2 separate regions of the Canis lupus genome follow, and region 2 is linked to region 1. Evidence: chromatin contacts called from public Hi-C data. All regions are on one chromosome and are shown on one strand. The core of a region is the stretch at or near the end of the contact, and the rest is flanking DNA. Distances in the headings are between cores, read along the strand shown.

Region 1 (4,874 bases), core at 814-3,313:
AATGGGCACTTTGGGCCAGCTGTTGGCACATCACCTACCTGACTGCGTCGCGGGGAAGAGACCGAGGGAGTGGAGCACAGCCTCCCACCCTCTCACTCCATCCCCTAGACTCCCTCTCTGCCTGCTGCAATCCAGTGGGCCCTCCACTCTACCGGGAGATGACATAACCCTGCTTCCCAGGGCAAAGACCATCGTTACCCACTTACCAAGTCCCATACAAGACTCCTTTGCCACAGCAAGTTTGCAAAGTGATTGCCAGTGGTTGCTGCAGTAGAGGATTGTGCAGGATTGTGATTCGTAAGTGCAGCTTTCCCCTGCCGTTACTTCCCCTCTATTCCACAGTAAGGTCTGATACTTGGGAGTTTGAGGTGGTGAGCCGTCCTCTCGAATTTGTCTTGTTGGCTCTGCTGCTGTCTTTTAAAATCACGGATGTTTCTTTCTTTCTTTTTTTTTTTTTTTTAAGATTTTATTTATTTATTCATGAGAGACACAGAGAGAAAGGCAGAGGGAGAAGCAGGCTCCATGCAAGGAGCCTGATGTGGGACTTGATCCCAGGACCCCGGGGTCACGACCTGAGCTGAAGGCCAATGCTCAGCCACTGAGCCACCCAGGAGCCCCCTCACGGGTGTTTCTAGGCTGGAATTGTTTCCCTCTAGTGGTCCTGACCTCCTTGGCAGCCCCCCAACCTCAAGACCTCCCCACACCCTCTGCCACTGCAGTTCCATTGGAAAAAGACCTTGACAGTTCTTCCTGTTGTTTCCTTTGGAAGTGGTGCACACGCTTGCTGAAATCATCTACCCCATATCCAGCTAGTGCACCACAGTTCCAGGGTACCGGGCACGTTTGTGTTCCCACGACTCTACCCAGACCTGGGAACTTTGGCCAGTGGATTAGAGGAGAGGCAGGATATTTCCTTCCCACTGGGGAGCTCAGGTGTGCCTGGGGCATCCTGTTCTTGCCTCTGGGATGTCATGATAGCACCGTCACGGACTTGTTCCCCTGTAAATGTTTCCCACCTGATTGAAATTCTCAAAGTCCATGAGCCTGCAGTTTAGGGCTTGGCTTAGTGAGGTTCTGTAGTGCTAATCTTTTCTTCCCTTGCCTTGTTCCAAACATCATTCCAGATGATACTGTTAGTACCCATTCAAGGAACTTCTTGGTTTTAGTAGGGTTTGGACACTGGCAGATGGACTTATCTGCCATAGAGACTTATTTGGGGGGAAAAATGTGATTTTTTAACAATGGACTTACAAGCAAGCTTAGAGTACAGCTACGTTTAGCTCAATTTCATACCCCCGTGCCTTCGTCCCTGTGATGTCTTCCAGAGGTGCCTGTCTCCCGTGGCACACTTTTCTATCGAATTGCTCTTCCTTCTCAAAGCCAGCCAAGAGATGACCACCTCTGAGAAGTCTTCCCTCACCCCTCTCCCATCCAGGGCTCTTCCTTGACTTTCCTTGGGCTTAAATATGCTTTTATTGTGCTAAGTGTATTTAGCTCTAATTATTTAAAATTCACCTCCCCTGTCCACTGTGTTACACTTGAGCTGCTTATGGCCAAGGCTCATGGCGATTCATTTCGCATTCCTACTCATAATGTGCTTCCAGATACATAGGGGCTCAGTACGTGCAAAGTTGTATTAGATCCTTTATAACCATAGCACTGGGGGGAAGGGGTCATCTGGCAAAGAAAACAGAACACTGGTGGAAAAAAAGACCAAGGCAGGGATTGCTGCGATGACTTGTAAGAGGCTGGGGAGGACGAGGAAGTTGAGATTGAGGCATACACCTGCCAGGGGATGACACCAAGCCAGTTTGGGTGGTAGTAGGCATTCTGAGAGTTGTGCCCAGAGATGTTAGAGGTGTGAGTAGAGATAGGGGTTGTGGTAGTGGTAGAGGGAGCCCGGAGAGTGGAAGGTTTCTCTGGGATGACAAGATGAGACATGCAGGGTAGGGAGAAGCCCGAGGGTTTGGACACTGGCAGATGGACTTCTCCCAGGAGATGGCAGGCACCCTGGGAGGAGGACAGTAGTGGCTGGCAACTGGCAGCTGTGACACTGGAGAAAGGGCAGGAGGGACAGGGCGTCCCTTCAAGTGACAAGGAGTTAGAGCAGGCGTGGGGGTGGGTGGGTGGAGTTGCTGTGACCTCGGCGCTTTGGGATGGCCAGTAGTGTCAGGCAGTTGTATGTGTTGTATCTGGCGAGTCAGCGATGGGTGATTCAGTTGTGTCTTAGGGTAGCCAAGGGAAGCCAGACGCTGGTAGATGAACCAAATGACAGGTTTGGCTTAGTTTGGCACGGGATTGAGGTCATATGTGACCATAATGCTGCACAAACAGAGGATTCAAAGCAAACACCAGAAATTCAGTTTTTGCCATTCCCCCCCTCACCCTTCTTGGCCTGTACAAACCACTCTGTGAGGTTGGGTTTTCAGTCCTGGAATGAAATCTTAGCACAGACCTGGATGCTTCTTGACATCTCAGATTTAAAAAAAAAAAAAAAAAGTATTAATAACTTGTATCCACAAACACAGTCTCGGCCTAGTAAGTATTATGTCTGGTTTAGTCCATCTGCATACATTTTATTATAGAAATAAAATAGCCATTTAATTATTTTATTCGTTCCAAAGTAAAGCTTTTCCCACTCCTCCAGCTCTTGTTTGCTGTAGATGTGAAGGCCGAGGTGGGGAAGAGTTCTGCTGAGCTCCTCGTCCCTGTTTTCCCTCTAGGACATCCAGACTACCTCTCTCTTCCCCCGGCATCGCTGGCTCTTCAGAGTAGACAGGGCAGGTGGGGACAGGCCAAGTCCAGGGGCGTCTTCCAGCCTGACCTCACTTTGCTGTTGGCTTCCTGCAGATGTGAAGCTGACGTCTGTAGGTTCTCTGTAGGGTCCCTCCCCTCTTGGCTTCTGTGGCTCCCTCACTGTGTTTTCCTTGATGTAGGGGAGACGCACGGTCTCTTTCATGCCAGTGGGGGTGCGGCCTTCGTTCAGGTTCAGATCCCGTGGACTTGGCAGCACTTAGGGGGTAGCTAGGTGGAAAAGCCCCGGAGTCTCCAGCAAACTAAGAGAGGTGGGAGCTAGAAATAGAGCTGTGGGGCACATGGTGGGAGAGGTCCAGACAGTGGACACATTGGCCCAGGAGAAGACGTGGAGCCTCGTATTCGACAGATGCTCGTATTTGAGAAGCAGGAGAAGGAGCTGGAAAAAGAAGGTGGAAGGAAGCCTCTTTCAGAGTATTGTTTTCAAAGGTGCGGACTGTGCAGAAGTCAGCTCAGAATTAGGTCTGTTGTGACTTTTTTTTTTTTTTTTTTAACCCAGAACGTGGAACTTAAACATGTATACATTTTTATTTCAATCGTGAAGACCCCAAAGTGTTTTCCTCCCTCTGTTTGGAAAATTTGATGTTATCTTTACTTTAGAGTTTCTAATTCTTTGCCGACAAATTTTAACTTTTTTCTTTCAGTTGTGTATGAACACAGATCAAGATTAGAGAAATCCTTGCAAAAGGAAAGACTTGAACATAAAAAAGCAAAGGAAGGTAAATATGAAATGCAGTTTGTGTTCTGTGTTTTTATCATACTCCTCTTTGAAACATCGCGTGCTTGCTTTACTATTTCTTTGTTGTTGTTAAGAACTTTCTCAGATCAGCCCTGAGTCAGTTTTATAAGTAGACAGAGAAAGTCAAGCAGTATGTTACGCATTGAACAATACGGTAATTCCTGCTTAAGATTGGATCCCGAATCTTTCATTCACTGCCACCTTGAGGCAGTTCATAGCATTGGTTACACATATTATATCAGAAATAAACAGCTTTAACTCTGAATATTACACACATATGTCACTCATCCCCGAAAATTCTGGCCATAGATATCCGAGAAGCAACAGCATGTGTTGCCCGGAATATGACACATTTTATACATTCATACACATACACAGGCATACAGACATTTATCTATGTTTGCAACATAACACATTGATCACATCTTATGGTGTCTCTTTTGTTTTCCTCTGCAGGGTGTCTTTTAAGTTACACACTTGTTTTTATCTTGTGAAGGCTTTTGTTGGCACAGCTGATTGGTTCAATTTGGAAAATTAGCGTCTAGCACAGGCATTGGGCAACCCATTGACTTTTAACAGAATTTTTCTATAAAGCATAGGCTCTATACAGCTCGTGATTGGAAATCATCCACATTCTTCGTTTGATTTATTTGCTCGTGTATTGTGAAATCCTGTGAGGAAATATAAGTTAGGTATTTTGTCTCATTATGTTGGCGTGGGATGGAGGGAGGGAGTGTGGGAGGGCAGGATGGGTTAGGATGTTTTACTGACCCTCGGTTTAAGCCTGTATGAAGAAGAGGAGTTTAGCATCATTAAAATGCTTTGATAGGATTTGGATTTTCCTTGTCTTTAAATGCAGAGTGATTTTATAGAGCCATCTAGTGGATAATAAAGCCTTAAGAGCATTAGAGATGGGTTCTGTGGCTTGATTTCTCTTTTCAAGTCCTGAATGATTTTAGCGTGCCATCTAGTGGACAGCAGTAAATCATCTCTGTCTTCAGATGTGCCTCATTTTTTTTTCCTCCTTAATTTCAAGGAGAGTTAATCACAGAGTGCATGTTATAAATTCACTTCTAACTAATTGGTTATAATGTATACATTATTTATTCAAGATGTACAGCTTTAAAATAAAGCTGAAAATTATCTAATAGTTTTTTTCCTAGTCTTTCTAAAGCATTGAGAGGCAAAACAAAGTAGGCTACCAAGCCGATTGTTTTTAAACCTAAAATATTTCCCACAAGTGTGTACAAAATGTGCTTTTATTCTTTTAGATGTTTAAAAATTCCATAATGAGTTAATTACACCCCATTTTCTCCATTTT
Region 2 (4,838 bases), core at 225-2,724, 45 kb before region 1:
CCGCGGGCAGCCGAGCGGCAGCGCAGCGTGTCAGCGTGCCTCAGTCTCCCGACCCGCGCCCGCCGCGGGCAAGGACCCCGGGGAGCCCGGGAGGGCGCGGGCGGCTGCTCCCACCGCCCCCCTTCCCCTCCCACCTGCACCCACTGCCGGGTCCCCACGGGCGTCCCGGGTCCCGGACCCGCCCGCGCTTGCACCCGCGCACGTGCGCTCCCCGCACCTCTCCCAGCCGTAGGCCGGCCCCGGGCGCCCCGACCTCCCCGCGTGGCCCCCCTGCCCCGTCCCCACGGGCGTCCCGGGGGGTCCTGCACCCCGCGCAGTGCGCTCCCCGCACCTCTCCCAGCCGCAGGCCGGCCCGGGCGCCCCGACCTCCCCGCGTGGCCCCCCTGCCCCGTCCCCACGGGCGTCCCGGGGGGGTCCTGCAGCCCACGCAGTGCGCTCCCCGCACCTCTCCCAGACGCAGGCCGGCCCGGGCGCCCCGACCTCCCCGCGTGGCCCCCTTCCCCCCCTGCCCCGTCCCCACGGGCGTCCCGGGGGGTCCTGCACCCCGCGCAGTGCGCTCCCCGCACCTCTCCCAGCAGCAGGCCGGCCCCGGGCGCCTCGACCTCCCCCCGTGGCCCCCCTGCCCCGTCCCCACGGGCGTCCCGGGGGGTCCTGCACCCCGCGCAGTGCGCTCCCCGCACCTCTCCCAGCCGCAGGCCGGCCCCGGGCGCCCCGACCTCCCCGCGTGTCCCCCCCGCGCCCCTCGCGGGCCCCCGCGGACGGAGGGGAGGCGCGGCGCCGGGTCGGACGGACAAGGCGGGCGTCCAATGGGGCCCGAAGGGAGGGCGCGGCGGCTCGGGCGGGCCCAATGAGCGGGGAGCCCGAGGGGGACTTCCTCCCGGAGTCCCGGCGGCCGGGCTGGCGGGGCCGCGGGTGACACGTAAGTTGGGCGGGAGGCGGCGGCCGCCGTGGCCCCGGCCCCCGCCCCGCCCCGCCCCGCCCCGCCCCTCCCCCGCCGCCCGGGCCGGGGCCTTTGTTGGGCGCGCCCCCTCCTCTGGGTGGCGGCAGAGCCGCGCGGCGGGAGCGGCCGGGGCGGGACTCCGAGCGCCGCCGGGGGCAGCCGAGCCGAAAAGTGGGGAGGAGGAGGAGGAAAAGGGGAAAAAAAAAAAAATACCCAAGCACACAAGGCAGGCGGCGCCTGGGGACCGGCGCGGCCGCGGCCCGCTCGGAAGTATGCGCAGGGCGGCCCCCCGCGCCCCCGCCCGCGCCCCCCGCGCCCCCGCCCGCGCCTCGGCCCGCGCCCCCGCCCGCAGCCTGCCCCGCGGAAGTTTGGCGGCCGCGGCCCGGGCGGCGTGGACGGGTGTGCGCTCCCCCCGGGCCCCGCTTTGTGTGTCGCGTCCCCTCCCCATGCCGCGTCCGGCCGCCTCCTCCCCCCCCCTCCTCCCCCTCCCCCTCCCCCTCCTCCTCCTCCGGCGGCGGCGGCGGCGGCTGCTGAGACGCTCGCTCGGGGCGCAGCGGGGGAAGGGGCGGCGGCGGGCGGCCGCGGGGCGGCGGCGGGACTATGGGGAACGGGATGTGCTCCCGCAAGCAGAAGCGGATCTTCCAGACGCTGCTGCTGCTCACCGTGGTGTTCGGCTTCCTCTACGGCGCGATGCTCTACTACGAGCTGCAGACGCAGCTGCGCAAAGCCGAGGCGGTGGCGCTCAAGTACCAGCAGCACCAGGAGTCCCTGTCCGCCCAGCTGCAAGGTACGGCCGGCGGGGCCCCGGGGTCCGGGGACGTGACACCCGCGCCTCCCAGCTCCCCCGGCCGCGGCCTCCGAGGTCGGTCCCGCCGCGGGCGCCCGTCCTGCCGCGTCCGCCTGCGCGGCCCGGGGGCGCGCGGTCCCGGCGCGGGCGGTGCGCTCTGCACCCGGCTCGGCCCGGAGCTCGAGAAACGGGGCTGCTCGGCAGGGACCCCCCCAGCTGTGCTTTCTTTTTTCTTTTTTCTTTCTCTGAAGTGAGATTTAGCCAGGACCTGGCTGCCCAGACTAACGGCCCAGGCGCACGGAGCCCGGCGCTGCCAGTTTGCGTTAACTTAATAGGGTGGCTTTAGGGATGTTGGGAGAGTTGGAGAAGTGCACCCACGGCTACCGGGTCACCGTCCTGCAGTTTGCTTTGGGGGCTGGTGGGGGTGGCGGTGGGGGTGCAGAGTTTCTCTTCCTTGAGTAACTTTTCGTTTGTCACAGACGTAGGGGCGTGTGCGTGTGTGTGTTTTCCAGTGAGCCTGCAGAAGTCCAAGGGGAGAAACAGTTTTTTCATTTGGTGGGATGCAATGAACACAACTTGAGCAAGACCCTCGAGAAGATGCAAAGTTCCCATCCTTCTGTTCTAGAATCTCCCTGAATGTACATTTCGGAGACCTCAATGACGCTTGGACTGCAAAGCAAGCACCATGTGGTCTTAGGAGCGCAGTCATCCTATATACGTATTTTTCGAAAGCTTGTACTTGTGTCTGGTTTTCAACACTTAGGCGCCCCCCCCCCCCCCCCCGCCCCGCAACCACAAATATAATGACCGAAAGCTGTGAGTAGTGAAATGTTGACAGTCTTTGCTGATAATGCAAATAAAGCGTATTTCCTATTACTGGGAAGAGACGAGCTGGATGGATGTTGGTGTCCGTGTATGCGTGTACAAATAGAAAACAGATGCCTTTTCGTTGCTTCGGCTATTTTGAGTGTTTTCTAGTAAAAAAAAAAAAAAAATTAAAATGAGAGAAAATGACATGCGGCTGATTTGCTTGGTCTTATTTTCTCTTCCCAACTTAGAAGAAAGGGAAGTATTTTTAGCTTACTGAAGCTGCACAGCCACAGGCAGTGAAAATATGTGGAGCTGGGTTTGGTTCAAAAGGAAAACCTGTTTTGATACAGACTTAGGGGGAAAAATTTTTTTTTCTTTAAACTTGTCGAAATTTACCCATGACTTCTTGTTGGGATGCGGAATCTGGATATTTATGTATTATTTACTTAGAAGACATGAGTGGTTTCCCTGTGAAGTTCAGTGCAGTTAGACAAAGGGGAAAATTTGCCTTCCGCTACTACAAGGGCAAGACTGGATTTTTACCCTGTGGCTGGAAGGGGTGTGTGTGGTGGATTATAGGAGGTTGGTGCTTTGGTCTCTTGGTTTAGGTGACCCATGCAAATAGACACCGTCAAGTTCACCGTCAAGTTCATACATCCTCAGCACTGCACAGTGCCTGACACTCAGGAGGGCATCAATATGTATTTGTTCAGTCAACAAACGGTTACCTGAACAGTGAAAATTAATTGATGTGAAAATTAATCTTACGCACTTTTGTCTGCTTCCTCAGGCTTTTTCCCCGTCTCTGCTTTTTGAAAAAACAAAAACAAAATAACAACAAAATATTCGGCCCGAGTAGAGCATTTCCTCAGCAGACAATGCTGGAACTGATTGATGAGGCCCTGATTTCTGAGTCATGGCCTGTATTTGCAGTATGTCATTTTGAAAATCAATCTCAATTTCTTTTCTCCTTTTATTTGCCTTCTTTTTGGTGGTGCTAAGTGGTAATACGAGGCCATTAAAATACACAACATTTGTTTTGTAGCAGGAGAGGAAAAGAAAATGTAGCTAGTTTGAGTGGCCTTAAAGTCTGTTTCTTAATGTATTTTGCCATTTCCTCTTGAATTTTGGTGCTGCAACAATATGGTCATGCATGAAGAGTGGTTCCCTAAGCAGGCTACAGTTTCTTCTTTCTTTCTTTCTTTCTTTCTTTCTTTCTTTCTTTCTTTCTTTCTTTCTTTCTTTCTTTCTTTCTTTCTCTCTCTCTCTCTCTCTCTTTCTTTCTTTCTTTTTCTTTTCTTTCTTTCTTCTTTCTTTCATGGATTCACGATTGACTCCTTTAGCTTTTATTTTGGATTTTACATCTGCAGGCCATTTAATGAAGATTTTCTGATGGCATGCAGCCTTTGCTTCCCTCTTCCAATGACAAATGACATTTGCCTCAGCAGTGCTGTGTTGTACCACCTGCATAGATTTGTTTTGAGGGCATTAGGCTCTCCATTCTTAGGACTTGTTTAGTTAAGTGAGATCTCTTGACCTGGCTTGGATTAAGATCAGAGTTAATTATGAGTGGCCCTCTTCAAAATATATATGTGTGTGTGTGTATATCTATGACTCTTGAAATGTTTTAAGTGGTTTAGCCCTTTCATCTGAAGGTATACATTTGTTAAGTGAGCATATTTAGGTCATCTTCAGTTTAAGAATGGGTTGTACTCCAGAAATTATTTTGAAAGTAGGTTATGTCTGACTCCAAATGCATTTTGCAGTAAAGACCCGATCCATAAATAGGAGACGGTGAGGGGTAACCTGGGGAAAGCTCCAAGGCTAGGCAACCTTTTCTCCAGTAAAAACAAACGTCTGTGTCTGCCAGCCAGGATATCTATTTACTTATCCAGCTCCCACTTCTACTGCACATTAATTATCCTGAGCCAGTGGGGGCAGAGGTTACATCTTGGTGGCAGAGGCAGTAGTTAACAACCTTTGACCGGCACAATGTTTACGTAACCTCTTAAATTTTTTAAAAACTGCTTTCAGGTGGGCCATGCCCCAGTCTCTGTGTCCATACGCGGTGGTTCTTAGCGCTGACTGCCCATTGGAATCCCACCGGCAGCTCCCAAACCAGTGAAGTCACAACCTGTGGGTGATGGTGTCCTCCCCAGGTGACTGCAATATGTGGCCAAGGTTGAGAACTACAGCCCTGTCACCCTAAAAACGAAGCCGTTTCACACATTTACTTGCTTGGCTGCAAAGACATCTGAGGGGTTTGTTGTTGTTGCTTTTACCCTGAGCATGTGATTCAAA

Evidence for each region. Hi-C and Micro-C count contacts between places; a contact is called where the count stands out from the background.
Region 2: a Hi-C map of blood shows a contact between it and region 1, with 2.8 times the contacts expected there. The contact joins the promoter of GOLIM4 here to the enhancer-like site in region 1. A contact is called at or near these places in 5 of 9 Hi-C or Micro-C datasets (amygdala, blood, liver and 1 more).

Annotation. Positions count from the first base shown.
Region 1 is chr34:33,086,225-33,091,098 of UU_Cfam_GSD_1.0, reverse strand. It overlaps GOLIM4 (Golgi integral membrane protein 4), which reads left to right. Exons shown (of 15, transcript XM_038583819.1): 2 at 3,459-3,533. Among named protein-coding and RNA genes, the nearest start is that of GOLIM4, 46 kb to the left of the region's middle. Within about 2 kb of position 2,063, at least 5 of the 20 cell types and tissues checked have an H3K27ac peak or open chromatin away from gene starts, as enhancers often do.
Region 2 is chr34:33,130,934-33,135,771 of UU_Cfam_GSD_1.0, reverse strand. It overlaps GOLIM4 (Golgi integral membrane protein 4), which reads left to right and starts at 1,474. Exons shown (of 15, transcript XM_038583819.1): 1 at 1,474-1,727. The coding sequence starts at 1,541.